Linked DNA regions of Triticum aestivum: region 1 is linked to region 2. A link is a contact called in public Hi-C data. All regions are on one chromosome and are shown on one strand. The core of a region is the stretch at or near the end of the contact, and the rest is flanking DNA. Distances in the headings are between cores, read along the strand shown.

The links. A called contact is a pair of places that touch in the nucleus more often than the background predicts.
Region 1: a Hi-C map of leaf shows a contact between it and region 2, with 4 times the contacts expected there. The contact joins the promoter of LOC123119659 here to the promoter of LOC123119658 in region 2. A contact is called at or near these places in 2 of 5 Hi-C or Micro-C datasets (both in leaf).

The regions. Positions count from the first base shown.
Region 1 is chr5D:96,310,573-96,313,272 of IWGSC CS RefSeq v2.1, reverse strand. LOC123119659 reads left to right here and starts at 1,351. Exons shown (of 2, transcript XM_044539541.1): 1 at 1,351-2,700. The coding sequence starts at 2,261.
Region 2 is chr5D:96,072,630-96,075,329 of IWGSC CS RefSeq v2.1, reverse strand. LOC123119658 reads left to right here and starts at 1,324. Exons shown (of 18, transcript XM_044539539.1): 1 at 1,324-1,429; 2 at 1,595-1,634; 3 at 1,778-1,851; 4 at 2,528-2,593. The coding sequence starts at 1,427.

The DNA of each region.
Region 1 (2,700 bases), core at 102-2,601, 240 kb before region 2:
GAGGGTGGGGGTGCCGTGCAGGTCATGGGCGAGCTGGGCTTGAGGGGGCCCCGAGCCGAGGAGGGTGGAGGAGGTGGCCTAGCAGCAGCGGCTCGCCGGGTCTGGTCGCAACGAGGTGGCCGAGTGTACGTTGTGGGGGCTGGCGGCGCTGCGCACAGGAGGCAACGCAGTTGAGGCAACAGAGGGAGGTGTCATCGTCGGAGAATACGACCTAACGGCGGACAAGGTCGGGAATCAAAGATGTTCTTTTTGCAACAAAGGGCATGTTGCAATTGTAACCAGACTCTTGTTGCAAATGGTTTATGTTACAGCCTCGCAAAAAAAAGACATGTTTACGGTCGTAAGAAGGGACCTGTTACAATTACAACAAAGCTCTTGTTGCAAAAGGATTCTGTCACAACCTCACAAAAAAAAGCTTCACGGAAAAAAAGTCATATATGGGTTCCTATTGCAATTGGGAAATAAAGAAAAGAGATCATATGCATTATAGATCGGATGGCTCGCAACTCGGCCGAACTCCCGTAGCACGTCTTTTTTTAGCTTATCGGAGTTGAGGAGTCAATTTTTTAGAAGGCGTATGAAAAGCTAAAATTTAGGGTTTTGTTAGACATGCTCTACGAGTGGCCGCCGGTCTGCCTCGTCTCCTGTGGTCTTAAAGCCATGAAGGTGCGGTGGATCCCGGCCCTTGCCAGCAGGAAGGCTTCATTTTTTTGTTAGCGTTTGTGTCCTGCTGAGAGATGCGAGGCGACGACGGCTCTCGGAGATGGAATAAAGGTATCCCCGCCTAGTTCCGTCCCGGTGGTGTTTCTAGCCTCCTCGGAGGGCTAGTGGAGGTTTGTCTCCGGCGGATCTCACGGGATTCTATCGTCGTTTGTCTTCGATGGATCCATGGGATCCTGTCTTCATTCGCCTATGTTCGTGTGTCTACAGATTGGATCCTTCCAATCTACGCTTATCTTCATCGGCGGCGGTTGCTGTTCTGGTCCTATGAAGGCTTAGCACAACGACTTCCCTACTGTCTACTACAATAAGATTTGCCTGACTCCGATGAGGGTAGGACGAAGACGGCGGCGCGCCTTCGGCTAGCTCCAGTGCTTGTAGTCGTTGGTAAGTAGTCTATGAATCTGGGTGTATTTTTTACTTATGGTATTATTTGTACTACCTCGATAGTTAATGAATATACAGGAAGTTTTGTTAAAAAAATGGAAAAGTACTAAATTCAACCAACTTATTTCTCTCTCACGTAAACCTCTTCTTCCGCGCGACGCGTGTCCACTACCAGGCCCACACAACGCTTTCCCATCGGTGGTGTTATCCTTCCGCGAGGTCTGGCTCTGTCCACACGTTTCTCACCCATCCACTAGTCTTCTTCTCCCCCACGTGATCCCCTTTTGCGCCCCCTCCATGATTTCTCACCCACCGGACCACCGCTGCATGATGGTGCAGCCGCAGCCACCGCACACCACGTACCTCTCCCAACCATCATGCAGCAACCTCCACGGCCGGAATACTAGACATCGGAGCCTCCTCTCTCCCACGCATATCCTAGGCGGTCAACGCGAGCTCGCCACGCACCCTCGTCCTCGACGGTCGCAGGCGTTGCAACGTAGCAACTCATCCCCAGAAGCCGTGCTGCGATGCAACCTTGGCGTCGGCCACTGGAGTTGCAAGTCGTGGGCGGCGGAGCTTCAATGGAGCGCTCGCCGGCGCTCTCAACGCAACGCTCATCAGCGGCTGCAGTGAAGTTCAGGCGGAGTTGCAAAGCAGCTTCGACGGAGCCATCGCCCGTCGGAGCTCTGCCAGGGCTGCAATTAAGATCGACCGGAGATGCAAAGCAGCTTCGTCGGAGCCGTCGGAGCTCTGCCGGAGCTGCAATGAAGCTCGGCCGGAGTTGCAATGGAGCTTCGCCGGAGCGTCGGAGCTCTGCCGGGGCTGCAATGAAGCTCGACCGGAGTTGCAATGGAGCTTCGCCGGAGTGTCGGTGCTGCGTTGGAGCTCCGCCGAAGTTGCAATAGAGCTTCGTCGGAGCGTCGATGCCGCGTTGGAGCTCCGCCGGGGCTGCAATGGAGCCGGCCGGAATTGCAGTGGAGCTCGTCGGACGGCGTCGGTGATGGTTGGAGCACCGCACAGTGCTGCAATGCCACATCGTTGAAGTTGTCGTGATGTACTGCTGCCGTGGCGTTGTTGTGGTCAAACGGCCTAGCACGCTGATCGGACGGCTGAACAGGCGGATGCTGATTTGTAGTAACGCCCTAAAAAAATGCTCTACGAGCGAGGCATGAGAATAGGAAGATTTGGCCTCCAGCAGTACCCGATTCGGCAGAGCCAAACACAACCTACAAGCCGAAACCGCCACACCTCACCCATATCAAACTCCAACGATCTCCTCGTAGCATCTCAAACAAAAAACAATCTCCTCCTCGGACCTGCTATGGCGTCCGTCGCATTAAAGCTCTCACGGTTCGCTGGGACGGCCGCCAATTCCGGCCGCTTCTCTCTTCGCTTACGCAGCCGCGATCTCACTGGAGATATCACCATTACCGCCCGGTCGCGACCGTCACTTAGATCCACAAACTCCGCCGCCGCCTCAACCAGCCCCTCGGACTTCTTCCTCCGGCGCACCATCGCTACGCTCCCCTCCGGTGAGGAATCCCCTTTGACTGTCGGCGCCGCAGCAGATGACCTCGAGGATGAGTTCCG
Region 2 (2,700 bases), core at 75-2,574:
CCTTATATTTTGATTAGAAATTTGGTAAGTAGATTAAAGTGGAATTGGTTCAGAAGGTAAGTAAATTAAGGTGATTGATTATCATATACATGGAAGGTTGGACGAAGAGACGGTAGGAAGAAAAGTGAAACGGGAACCTTACGTTCTTTTTAAGTAGTAATATAGAGAAGAGATTTGCAAAATACTCAAAATAATACATTATACCAATGAATATAAAAATATTTTCCAGAAAAAGATTTTTTCTAAAGACTTCAAGAAGTTTAAAATATTTTTCAAGAACACATATTTTTTTTAAATATGACAAAAATATGAAAAATTGGAATTCTTGTTAAACCGAGGGAGAAATATTATTTAAATAAGATGATATAATGAAAAAATGTTTGAAGAAATTGTCATTAAATCATGTGTGAAATACTTTTGAAATTCATCATACAATTGAAGCATGTTTGAAAAATCGAAATAATTGTGAAAATGCGTGTGGAATGCCTTTTGAAATTGATTGATAAAATTGAAATTGGTTGACATATGTCTGGAATAACTAAAACATGTGTGAATGTAAACTATTTTCAAACAATTGAAAATTGTGTGAAATGTCTATGAAATGTTTTTGATAACTGAAACAATGAAAATATCCATGAAAATGGCTTTGGAAAGGTTCTGAAATGATTGAAATATGACCATTTTTATTTTTATGTGTGAATATCTATGAATTGCATCGCAATCCTGTGTGGAACACTAAAGAGTCACTACAATGAATATTTATTAAATATGGAAATGTTGAACCCGAAACGAAACATGTATCATTTTTAATTTGCTACGAGAATTATTTTGATTTTTTTGAAATCTTGGAATTGATTTGGATTTTGTTTAAATTAATGACTTCATTTAACCATATACCAAAAAAAAACAAAATAGAAATAAAAAGGAAATACAGCTAACAACTACCTGGGTGACTTACGTGTGGTGTGCGTGCATTAGTTCATAGTTGGATGGAGCCCGCCATATGGCGGCTCCATTCGAAACTATTTTGCAAGGCACATACATTGTGTCTGTTGCCGTTGTATAAATAGCAGGAATGAGGTTTAAATATTTTATATTGCTCTTTTTTATTACACTTCAACCTTTATATTAATACAAACATATCTCATTTTCAAGTTAAAGAAACATCTCTCATTCTTTGCAGTAAAAGAAAAACCAAAAGAACGGAGGCCTACACCTGTAACCTTGCCAGGCCGGGCCGGACCATGCACGCTTTCCGACAGGCCGGGCCGCGCGGGCCCTGTTGGTTATAAAGCCACAGTCGTCTCTCTCTCCAAGAAAAACGCGAAACGATAATTCGAGGAAAATATAAAGGGGAAAGGAGAAAAGCTCCGTGCACTCTGTTTTGCGTCCTCCTCGTCTCGGCTGAAGAAGACAAGAACCAAAAATGGTACTCGGAACTCACTCCCCGTCCCCGTGAATCTCCGTCGCGTTCCTCGATCCTTTCGCGCAGGCGCCACCGGATTCGACGCCGCGCGGCGCCCGGTTCGGTGCAGGTTTTGCCGAGATGACCTCGTCTCTGACTTTGTTTTTGTTTTTTTCCTGGGGATTTCAGGACAGGAGGGCGGCGTCGCAAGGGGATTACGACGAGCAAGGTGAGGCTGCTGGGCTTATTTGTGTTTCGCGCAGTCTGTTGTGGAGAAGCCGAGCGAATTTGTTCTGGGATTTTGGGATCTGATTCTGGGTGTGGCTGTGCACTTGCGCCGTGTCGTTGAATGACGTGCTGGTATGTGTGCAGACCGGCGAGTGAAAGGCGCCGAGGTGTTCGTCGGCGGGCTGCCGCGGTCGGCGACGGAGGGGACACTCCGAGAGGTTGGTTTTGTCTACAGCCGTCAACACCCACTTGTGTATGAGGTGTTGCTTGTTGGTGTCATTCAGGAATGGTGTACTGCGCAAGGACAGACTATTACCTCAAGTGCTTGCATCTCCGATGTGATTTGTAGATGCCATGTTTCCGAACAGCATATCTTTAGCTGAATAACTGTCTGTTGGCATTATATATTCCACCGTTTCGCATTGTTTATCTCCACCTATTAGTTTTCTGCAATCCAACAGGGGGTGACCAGCTGGTTTGTAGGTTAATCTGAAAACCTGCTAATGGCATGGTTTACTCGCCCATTTTAACTGTGGATGTTGTGTAAGCCATGCCAACCAAATCAAATGTATTGGCACACCTAAACCATGTTTTGTATCTACCAGAAGCTTAACTGGTTCTGTAATTTTTTGGATGTGGCTTGGTAAATCTGTCTGCAGGCAATATTGCCGTGTTCTAGCTCGTAATAACAGAAATATGTAGTACTACAATGGCTAGAAATTTTGCTCAATTATTGGTTATTGGACTGCTGAGCTTTAAGTATACTTTCTCCATTGTAAATTAATAATAGTCACATAGTTGATTCATTAACTTTCATCTATTCGTGAAAAAAAGGTTTTTTTTTCATTTCTTCTGGTCGCCACATACTCGTTGGACTGACCATTTCATCAGCAGATATTTTCTACTTGTGGTGAGATTGTCGACTTGCGCATAATGAAGGATCAGAATGGTGTTTCCAAGGTCTGGTTTTATTGCAACTCTTGTGACGTTGCAATAAATTTTTCGATTCTTCAGACATAATATACTATTGAGTAACTTTTATCAGGAAATTTATCAACATTAATTTT